Regions from separate parts of the Gossypium hirsutum genome. Here region 2 is linked to region 1. Evidence: chromatin contacts called from public Hi-C data. All regions are on one chromosome and are shown on one strand. The core of a region is the stretch at or near the end of the contact, and the rest is flanking DNA. Distances in the headings are between cores, read along the strand shown. Region 1 holds the start of LOC121203161. Region 2 holds the start of LOC121204613.

Evidence for each region. Hi-C and Micro-C count contacts between places; a contact is called where the count stands out from the background.
Region 2: a Hi-C map of leaf shows a contact between it and region 1, with 4 times the contacts expected there. The contact joins the promoter of LOC121204613 here to the promoter of LOC121203161 in region 1. A contact is called at or near these places in 6 of 34 Hi-C or Micro-C datasets (anther and leaf).

The regions. Positions count from the first base shown.
Region 1 is chrA08:112,039,594-112,045,482 of Gossypium_hirsutum_v2.1, forward strand. LOC121203161 reads right to left here and starts at 2,177. Exons shown (of 6, transcript XR_005899765.1): 1 at 1,798-2,177; 2 at 1,564-1,702; 3 at 1,318-1,403; 4 at 1,054-1,197; 5 at 238-342.
Region 2 is chrA08:112,247,311-112,253,199 of Gossypium_hirsutum_v2.1, forward strand. LOC121204613 reads left to right here and starts at 2,211. Exons shown (of 2, transcript XM_041074802.1): 1 at 2,211-2,288; 2 at 2,327-2,864. The coding sequence starts at 2,328. The coding sequence ends at 2,864. LOC107918480 (a long non-coding RNA gene) reads right to left here and starts at 2,553. Exons shown (of 2, transcript XR_001690116.2): 1 at 2,366-2,553; 2 at 1,759-2,267. It overlaps LOC107919117, which reads right to left and starts at 5,335. Exons shown (of 1, transcript XM_016848646.1): 1 at 5,018-5,335. The coding sequence starts at 5,335. The coding sequence ends at 5,018.

The DNA of each region.
Region 1 (5,889 bases), core at 927-3,426:
AAAATGAAAAAAAAAAAGATATAGATACCAAAATAAATCTAGCTGTCAAATTCAAGGACCAAAAATTATAGTTTCTATTAACAATGTCACAATCTAGTCTACCATCATTCCATCTAAGACAAGGATAAGGTCTAACTTTTGTAAAGGTGACCGAGCTAAGAACACTAGGTCCGAAATATACATCATAGATTTCTATCTAAAGAAATGGATTCCAGTAGCAAATTTGAGTGAACATACCTTGTTTTGGGGGCTTAGACAGTCTTTCTCACTCTTGGAGTCAAATCTGGAAGGAATTAAAAGGAACCACATACATTTTGGGGATGACTGTATTCATGCCAATTACTATTACAAGAACAAAAGATATGACATGGGTGAGTTCAATTTGAAGAGCTCAACCATTGGTTTCTATCCTACCAACTTCAAACTAGCTTATCCACCCAGAATTTGGGTCTCTCCAGCAATACAATCAAATTTTAGCTAGGCCACAACTTGCTATATCTATTCGTTTTATAAAGTTCAAATTCTCCATAAAATCTTCAGTTTCATTTTCAGATCATCTTTGAAAGTTGAAATCCATATTATGTGTAATGTCTATATTTCCATAAAATCCTTAACATGTGAGTGCGTTAACATGTACTTGTTTTTCATTTATTTTTCACTTAATATCAACCTAATTTTCAATTCTGTATACATGCAGCACTAGTATATTTATAGCAATTTTAGATCCAAATAATATTATGTCTCTTAAAGAGAATGAATTATTAATTCAAGGTTAACACATATGTCATAGACGGGAAGAAGCCAATTCAAAATTTGTAACTTTCACCATGATTAAGGATGGATATAATTGTTCTCTTATTTATCTACTCTCAACAAAGTTAGAAAAATAATCCTACACAACCTTTACCTTGTAATATTGTTCACGGAAAAGAACATCAAAATAAAATGCCCTATGATTACAATATGATAGTATTTAGTATTTACAGTCTTAAACTCACATACTCGTAGATTTATAATGGAAAATAGGTAGCAAGAAAAGAAAACACAACCAACCTCTTCTTAGCTACTCTATTGATTTTTCTTCAATCTCGAAGTTGAGGACAGCGATTTAAGGTTAGGCTCTGAAGTCCTAATAATGAACAAAAAAGTTTCAAGAACCATGCCAAAAACCAATCCAAGAATACCTCCAGCAGAATTCTGCAAATATAATGAACAGTATCAGCATATTCAGTCCATGCTAAATAATCTATAAACTAAGGCACCCATGAGGCCATGACATTACTACTTAAAAATTTGAGGTTGGTAATCTGAAAGTACCATGATAGGACTGTGGTTAAACAACGCCCTGAATGCAAAATAACCAACCAAATACCCAGTAAACATTGTCAGAGCAACATGTAAACCTGTTCATGCATACATCACGTAATTAACTACGAAGAAGAATCTTGCAACAGCAATATATAAATTTGAAGTAAGTTCTGCAACAGTTAGATTGTTCCTTTAATTTAAGTTTGAAATTTTGCAAGGAACCATATGAAAATTATATTCAAAGAAAATACTAACCAAAGCCAATTTGATCCTTATAAGTAGAGAAAGGTTCATTGAGATCCTTCTTCGGCGTGATATCTTTAACAAGCTCTTGATACTCTTTCCTCTCTGCTAGTTCTTTAAGCTTCCTTAATCTCTCCTTTAATTCTTCGCTCTACAAATTCAAATTTTTTTTAAAAGCACAAGTTAATTTAAAAATGCAACCATGATAGACCTAGAACGCTAGAATCTAAATCGATTTCAATTTACCTTCTCTCTGGGTTTTGGACTGGTGAAAACGAAATTAGATCCGGAGAAGAGAGAAATCAATTCGGGCCTGGTGTCAAAAGCTGATTCCATCCATATGCTTCGGATCTGCTTGTACGGTGCATTGGCTGCTGAGGAAAGAGTGAGAGCGAGTTCTCGGAGTTCTTCAGAGAGACGACGGTCATTGGAGGCTGCAAGAAGAAACAAGCGAATGGATTCGGTCACAGTTATCACGAGACCGGGTTGGTTCGGGTCGTCGGAGCTCATTTTTTTTATTTACTGTGAGAAATGGAAATCCGTGAGGGAAGTGGTAAAGCTTTACTACTCCAGGAGTGGAGAATTTTGCAAGACAAAACCCAAACGACGCAGCTTTAGTGAATGGATTGCCAAGGAAAAGCGGGAATAAGTCTTCGGGTTACAATTTAAGCCCATCAGAGGTCAGGGCTGAAGATCCGACCCATATTTGTCGTCTGTCAATCTTAGGCGCAATGTAAAAGATAATTAAGAATTGCTTAAGGGCTAATTCCACCATTAGTCCCTAAATAATACCTAAATTTTACAATTGTCCCCAAAGTTCAATAACATTTTAATTGAATCCTATAATTATTAGTATCATATTAATTAAGTCCTATCCTTCAATCAGCTTTGGTGTTAGCTACTAACTCGGATTTGATGTCAAATCCAACCTGTCGGATCTGAGATGGCATATAAATACACATGTGTCACGTTCAAACAATTGAACACAACTTTATGAGTTCAAAAGTTTGAAATCAAAGCCTCATGCAAGATTTTGATTGTTAGAAGCTTTCTCTAAAATTTTAAAAATTTTTTGAAAGATTATTTTAATGAAAAAAAGAAACTATTATAAAATTTAAAAAATTATGGTAATCTAGTCTCATCCCAATTAGTTAAGGTAATTTTGTACGTGATTTATAAACTTTGATTTGATTGTATTTGATTAAATTTTAATTTAGTTTTAATTAATATTTTATTTGAAATTAAAAATATATTTTAAATATAAAAAAATAAATAAAAATAAAAATTAATGTTTTGACATTAAATTTAAAATTTAAAATGATAAATTTTAAATGCATTTACACTAATGTTTTAGATAAATTTGCAGCTGATCCTAAACCTTTAGGAATTTATGCATGAATTGAATGGATTAAGAACAAAAAAGAACATAAAGTAATCATGGTAGGCTTCTCATGCATCTAACGAGAAACAAAACTCTATGATTATTATCACAAATAAAAGGCATCAACTAACACTCTTTCCAAAAAAGAAAATTCATCAAAACAACAAACACATTATCAACAGCCAAATTCTAATCCAACATTATTGCAACAATATTAAAACATTTATCTACCAATTATTATTGACCTTGAATTAAAAGGTCAGATTACCGCTGAGGTTGGCTTTTTCTAAAAAGTGTTTTTCAAAAAATGCTTTTAAAAATTTTAATAATGTTTATTAGTAATATCAAAAAATATTTTTGAGAAAATAAAATATTTATTTTAAGTACGACAATGTAAACCAAAAGATATGTCAAACTTTTTTGGGAAAATATAAAGTTAGTACCTGAACTTGTCTACTTCTCCCAGATTGGTACCTATGGTTTTTTTTTTGCTCAAGATTGATTTCCAAACTTTTTTTTCCATCCATTAGTTTGATACCTGAGCCTAACATCGTTTAAATTTTGCTGATGTGGAAGCGCTAGCCAATCGTGCACCGTCACATGTCGCAATTTGGAAACCCTATTTAACACCTTTTTTTTTTCATCTGTTGACCCGATCCTTTTGAAAAAAAATTTAAAGAAAACATTAATTAAAATTTAAAAAAATAAGAAAGAATTAAAAGTTTAGCATCGGGCTTTGAATTGTTTGGGGAAAAATTTTTCGATTCTTCATCTAAAAGAAAACTATTAGGTTTTTTTTTTTTAAGATCAAAAGTTAAATAATAGTTATAAACAATCTCATATTTGATATTGATTCTTCATCTGAGAAACCGTTTATTCAATTTGTTTGAAAGAAAACCCTCAATTTGTTTGAAAGAAAACCCTCAATTTGTTTGAAACCTTTCACAATCTCAAATACCCTTTCGATTACCCACTCATCTGTCTGGAAAAAACCCTTGTTTCATCATCAACTAGTCATCCCTTTCGATTACCCAACTATTTGTTATAGTAGTCAAATCAAGATTGCCATATTTCGACCATTGATTACAGGAATTTCACTCTATTTTTATGGGTTATTTTCATCATCGAATTAAGATTTTTATATTTTTAGCATACAAAGCTTTTTCATCTTCGATGGGTTTTTTTTATGTTTTTTTTAAATAAACCCTTTTGTTTGGACTCATTCTCACAATTTGATTTTTTTTGTACGTATTATATCTGACTTCCAATTTTTAATTCGTATTATATCTTACTTTTATTTTTTTGTTGGTATTCGTGAGTGACGGGGATTTTCTTTGAGCGTTTAAGAGATTGAGTGTAAAAGGTAAGTTTATTATGTATGTTTCTTTACTGTTTATGTATGTATGTATGTATGTTATGTTTTTAAATTGTTATTATATTATGTATGTAATGTACTGTTAAGCATGTATGTTATATTTGTATATTTGTATGTATGTTATATTATGTTATGTAATGTTATGTATGTATGTTATGTTTACTGTTATGTTTGTATATTTGTATGTATGTTATGTTATGTAGTGTTATGTATATTATGTATGTTTGTTATGTGTTATATTACTGTTATGTTTGTAAATTATGTCATGTTTAATGTATGTATACTATGTGGTATATTATTGTTATGCGTATGTATGTATGTATGTATGTATGTATGTATGTATGTATGTATGTATGTATGTATGTTATGTGTAGCACTGTTAAAAATTTGTATGTATATTACAGTTTATATTATGCATGTGCAGTTTGCTATAATGTCTTGGGATAAATGTGTGGTGCATATGCATTTGGGTGGAACTTTTGTTTCAAACCTATGTGCATCCTATGTTGGAGGGGAAATGCTGCAATGGGATTTTGACCCTGATTTTTTGCGTTATTACATGTATGGGATGGTAGTGGAAGCTGCGTATAGAGTTGTGAGGCTTTTTTACTGAAATAAATTAAAAAAAAGTATTTACCAAAATAAGTTGTCAGCCCGATTATTTACCAAAATGGATTTTTTTTCATTTGCGCCTATCTGACAGGCGCGACTCTTTTTTTTTATATTAAAATATTTTTTTTGTTTTTAAATAAAATATTATTTTTTTATTTTCAGATCAGTATGACCCGCGTATAGATACGAATATAGGTTGCGCCTATCTCAGAGGTGCGACTAGTCGAACCTTTCTCTGAAGCGCAAATGGTTGTGCCTATCTTAGAGGCGCAAATGGTAGGGCCCACACCTGTTGCTTACTTTTTCCCTATATATACCCTTGAAAATCAAATAAGTACATACACAAAATTTTGCAGAGCAATAGACACAAAATTTAGTTGAACGGAAATAAGAAGATAGGGAGAAGAAAAAAAGAAATGAAAACAGGGAGGACGATAAGGTATTTTAGTTTATTTCTTTTTAAATAGAATGTAAAGTTTTGTTAGTAATTTTATTATTTGAAAGCTATTTTGTTAGGTTATTAATTTTGTTAGCTTATGAATGAAATTTTTTGCATTAAAAATTTTATGTAATTTTTTTGCTATTCAAAACTGTTTTGAGAATTTTGAAAATTTTTTAACAGATCTAGTATTGAAGATGGAGAATCAGTTTTTCGTATGTGTTTTTTTCGATGGAGAAATTTTGACAACAACTGTGGGATGTATATTTGAATGTCGCAAACAAGTAGCAATGAGATTTAATAGAAATATCTCGTTTGATGATATGAAGGAAAAAATTAGTGAAAAAATTTATAGACGTTGTGGGAGAAGGATCTCGAAACTTTTCTACAAGTTTCCAGTTTCGACAGATCCCATAAAATTCACCGAAATGGAACTCGTAGATGATAAAGACATGGAGACAATGGCTGCTCTTTATTGTGGGACTCAAAACAACCAAAATGCACCGATTCAGTTATTTGTTGAGTTAGCTG
Region 2 (5,889 bases), core at 961-3,460, 210 kb after region 1:
ATTGCGCGATCTTATTTTCAAAATTTATCTGCAACAGATGGACGAGAAAATCTTGACCATTTGTTATCAAGTATTGAGAAATGCATCTGAGGAGGAAAACCAAGATCTTTTGAGGCCTTATACGGCAGAGGAGTTTAGAGAGGCGCTTTTTACAATGGGTCCTACCAAAACACCAGGTGAAGATGGCTTCCCGGCACTATTTTACCAAAATTGCTGGCACATCATTAGGGAGGACGTCACCAAATTCTGTTTACAAATTCTAAATGAAGGTATGGATTTTCAACAAATTAATGCGACTCAAATAAATTTTATCCCTAAAATTGATAATCATACTACTATGATGGATTTCCGTCCTATCAGTCTGTGCAATGTGCTTTATAAAATTACAGCAAAAACGATTGCAAATAGGCATAGAGGAGTTATCAAAAAATGCATTGATAGGGCCTAAAGTACGTTTGTACCAGGCAGATTGAACTCAGACAATATTCTACTTGCATATGAAATTCTTCATACTCTTAAACAAAAGAGAAATGGGAAAAAAGGTCTTATGGCAGTCAAGTTGGACATGAGTAAAGCATATGACAGGGTTGAGTGAAATTTTATAAAAAAAATGATGGCACGAATGGGGTTTGATATGAGAGTGATCAGAATTTTGATGAAATGTTTGACAACGGTCTCCTACTCAGTAGTTGTAAACGAATACATAGGAGAAAGCTTTCAACCAACAAGGGGACTTCGTCAGGGAGATCCACTTAGCCCGTTTCTTTTTCTCATTTGTGGGGAAGGGCTGTCATGTTTAATGAGATTAGTATGCAGGGAAGGACTAGTGAAAGGCGCTAAAGCTAGTAGGAACGGACCACAGGTATCACATTTACTGTTTGCTGATGATTGTATCTTATTTGGTCAAGCAACAAGTAGAGAAGCTAATTTTTTAAAGGAAATTTTGGGGGAATATAGGAGATGCTCGGGCCAATGTGTTAACTTTAATAAGTCCACTGTCTTTTCTAGCAGTAATACAAATGATGAAGATAAACGAGAGGTGGTAAACATTTTGGGGGTGCGTAGTTCAGAAAATCCGGAGAGGTATTTGGGGTTACCCAACACAGTTGGAAGAAGGAAAAAATAATCTTTTCAGGGCCTAAAAGATAGATTTAAGAAACGTATTGACAATTGGAGCACCAGGTTTTTGTCTCAGGGCGGGAAAGAAGTGTTTATTAAATCAGTCCTTCAATATACCAACTTACTTTATGTCGTGTTTCTTATTACCTAAGTCTTTATGTTCAGAAATGGAAAGCATTATAGCTCAATTTTGGTGGCAAAAGGGGCATGGAAAACGAGGAATACATTAGTGTGCATGGAAAAATCTTTGCATTTTAAAAGAAAATGGGGGTCTTGGTTTTCGAAACACGAGTCAGTTCAATATCGCATTATTAGCCAAATGGGGGTGGCGCCTTATTAATTACCTGAATTCATTAGTGGTTAGAGTGTTCAAGGCTAAATACTATCCAAATACAGACTTCAACAGCACTCAGTTAGGGAATATACCTTTTCTTACCTGGACGAGTGTGTAGGCTGCTAAGGGATTGTTAAATAATGGACTGTGTTGGAGGGTTGGAAAGGGTGACGGGATCTCGATCTGGGAGGAACGTTGGCTACCAGGCAAGGAACCTGAAGAGTGGAATAGTAGAAACAGAAGTGAAGAGTACAAGTTAGTTTCAGAATTAATTGATCCAAATACCAGAATGTGGAAGACAGATATTATCATGCAAATCATGCAAATTCCTCTTGCGAAAATTCCTCATAACGACATTCAAATGTGGAAGGGAGAATCGACCGGAGAATTCACTGTCAGAAGCGCCTACAAACTATTACAAGAAGCTAGCATGGATCCCAGTTATTATTATTTACAGGCCGACTCAAAGAATTTGTACAAAAAACTTTGGAATCTAAGACTACCCTAAAAAATACTGATTGCAATTTAGAGAATTACATGGAACTATATCCCGAATTTTGTAAATCTAAAACATAAGCGAGTGATCAATAGTGCTTTATTCCCTCGTTGCGGGAATGGAGAAGAAGACAGTGGGCATGTCTTTTTGAATTGCCCTGTTACAGTAGTGATTTGGAGGAAGTTAGAGGTCTCATGGGTAGACAGAATAGTTCAAAATATCTGGGAATGGATCACCTGGATCTTTCAAAATACTGCTATTCAACAGTGTCGCTTGCTCTGCTGTGGCTTGTGGATTATATGGAGTTCACGAAATAAGCTTGTACACGAAAGGAAGTTAGAGTCAGAAGATGAGATTTTACAGAATATTCGAAGATATATGGCTGAGATTGAAGGATTAGAAGAAAAGAAACTCACCTCTCCAACGGGGTATAGAAGCAACACTATAGATGTAAACACCAGGGCAACGATTCAGTTTGACACTGCACTCGATAACAGAAACCACAGATCAGCATCGGGATTAGTGGTTTGGCGTCAGACGGGGGAACTCCTTGCATTTAAGTCAATGATCAACTGGAAGGTTTCATCTCCGTTTGTTGCAGAGGCGTATGCAGGCTTACAGGCTGTTCAATTAGGGATCTCGCTAAAACTTCCCTCAGTAACGGTTATGGGATATTCTCAAACAGTTATCAAAAAATGCCAGTCAAAGAACTCGGATAAATCAATCATCGGTACAATAATCAGAGACATTTATAGCAGTATGAACAGGTTTCAAGAAATAAAATTCCAGTTTATTAAAAGAACAGAGAATGCCTATGCTCACAACCTGGCAAAGGAGTCTTTGAGAAAGAATGAGGAAACGTACCAGAGAAGGCCGGATCTGACTCAACACCATTCCCAACCGGAGAGAAAATAGAGGAACAACCCAGATTGAGATTTGTTTGGGGTTAATGAAATAAAACAGATAGCTGAAAATGGTATATGGATAAACTATGGACAAGCATAGAGAAGACAGTGATGTGGAAGGACAAGAAGGAAATCGGCTAGTTTAATTTCAACAAGCTTCCTTTTTATTTGTTTTTCAATTAATAGGCAGGTTTTATTAGAATTATTTTAATTATTTTTGAAACTAATGGCTAAAGAAATAGGCCAATTATGGGATAGGAAGTCTAGAGTGTCATAGGCCTGAACTTTTGTATTTGACTTCTTTATTTATTTAAGTCTAGCCGATTATATTTTCAAAAAAAAATTATTTTAAAAAATAAAAATTATAAAAAATAAACTATTTAAATTTTTTAAAATAAAAATATTTAAAAATTCTAAAATTTCGACATGACTAGTCATTGGGAGCCTAAATCAATATGTCGGCTATCAATTTGAAATTATGAGGATTCCATGTTTATTTCTATCACAATTATTGCCTCGTAGCTATTTCAAATCATCAATTGTTATGCCAATTTGAAGTTCTCATCCACCATTCATATTATTCCAATAAATAATTTTTTTTTCATATCATTCAGAAAAAAAATTAATTTTTCTTTGCCAGAAATGCATCCACATTTTTTGACAGGAAAAGAAAAAGCTTTGTTCCTCTATTTTGATCTCTAGAATTGCATGTGAAGACCTACCTTTCTCCACCATTCTTTTATATCTTTCAGGCACAACAAGTTTTGGATCCTTTGGTTTTTTGTTTGTTTGAGGACAAAAAAGGATATGTGATGAGTGAATAAACGTTACTTCATGGTGAATTTTGTGTTGGGTAAATTGCACTTGTATTCGTCCAACCATTAGTGATTTTATTTTTTATCATCCAATAATCAAAAGTTACAAAATATTCACCTAATTATTCACTTTTTTTTTGTTACTAGCCATTAAATGGATGATAGGGAAACGATGTGACAATTTTTAAAATTGGCATAATAACAACTTTAGCCCTCAACATTAATACATTGTATCAATTTAGTATTGATTCTAAACAAATTAACCCTCAGCGATTACACATTATATAATTTTTTCAATTTTGTTTTTCTTTACGACCCTTTCATCTAAAAAGCTAAAAAAATAACAAATCTATCAACAAAATTTGATTGAGAATATACCAAAAATGAAAACACAAAAAAACTCCAAGATAATAATTTTTTTATTTTCTCATTCTTTTAAAACTAACCTTCAATGTCACAAATAAAAGTAAATCTTAAAAAAAAGGATTAAATTACACAATGTGTAAGTATTTAGGGTTAATTTTTTTTTAGAATCAAGACTAAATTGACATAATATATAAATGTTATGGGTTAAAGTTACTATCATGCCAATTTTAAAGATGTCTAATTATCTTTCTGTTAATAATTTAACGGTTGGTGACCCAAAAAATAAAGTCGAATAGTTAGATGACCATTTTTGTAGCTTTCATAATTGAGTGACCAAAAAAAAATATTAATAATTAGGTGACTACCAGTGTAATTTACCTTTTTGTTTTCTTTAACATTTTCATAGTGATAACAAAATATGATTTTATGATAGTGTGGTTTCATTATTGACTTATGAATAAGTAACGTGTTTTTTTGGTTATATAAAAATGAGATGTACGCTCTATTTGCAGAGAAAATAGAAGGGGAAAAATAATGTTGTAGGAGTATCTCGCAATATTGAATTATATGACATTTTAGAGGTTTTTAGATTAATTTTAAAGATAGGATTTAAAGCTTAAAAATTTTAGAAAATTCAATACCTATTGAAGCACCTTTTGCATAGTTGAGGAATTTCTCTAACCCATTTCAAGGCTCTATAAAAATCCCAGTGGAATATCTTTAAAGATAATGAATTGGTATAGGAACAATGTTGTGCCTGAGCCGAGCTTTCATTATCTGGTTTGAAATAAAAATAAAATGCTAAAATTCCAACCTTAAATTTTATTCGAGAATGGGATTAGGGTTCTTGCTAGACAATAACATTATATTCAACTAAAAATATTAAGTGATGAATATATATTAAATACCCTTTGCATCTAAAACTTGAAATAAAATGAGCCCACATTCTTAAATAAAGTTGGATGATAATATCAAGTTATCCTCACATGTCCTTAAAGCTCCAATTCCTCCTCACCCCACTACTTCTCACCAGCTTAGGTTCATCATTGTCAGATTCAAATGCCGTAGCTCCGTAAGGGGAATCGATTGTCTTTAGGCGGCGATGACCCTTGTTTATCTTATTTTTAGCGATCACCAATGATGTTGGCTCATGATCACTTTTAATTTCATTGTAATATGTGGGGCTAATGCCTGAACAACTTGTACCAACCCTTTCTTTACAATTCTTTTCTTTAGCACAATATTCCCTATAATTGTTTGAATTTGATCTGTGTTGGCAAATCAAGCAATTGAGGCTCATGGTCGCTTTGGTTTTTGTTTGTCCCCCCATACCAATATGAATATTTCTTTTATCGAGATTTGAAGGGCAATTCGTAAAGGAATAGTGGGATTTCAAAGAAAATGATGTTCATTGAGAAATTTAATGAAGTTTAAAGTAGGTAATTAAACAGATTCTGGTGTGAAATTAGAATCATTGCTTTGGTTTTGCTATTTTCTGAGAGTAATAGATGCTTCCATAAAGACAGGTACATCGATGCCTAAATTTGGTTGTCAAAATATTTAGTCTAACGTACCAACTAAAGATTCCCTCGCAAAGCATGCATTGGGAGTTTGATAAATTTGCAACATTGAATGCGAACCTCTACACATCTTGTTGGGTCCATCTTTGACTTATTAAGATGGACGTCTACACACACACCCAACCCAATAGCTTTACATTTGTCCTACCCCATCCCAACACCATGGACACTTACTCTACACTTGTTAAGCTCTAAAACTCCCCACCTTATACCATAATTGACAATTAAAATGTAAACATATATGAAAGTTAATTAATTATATAAACCAATATTT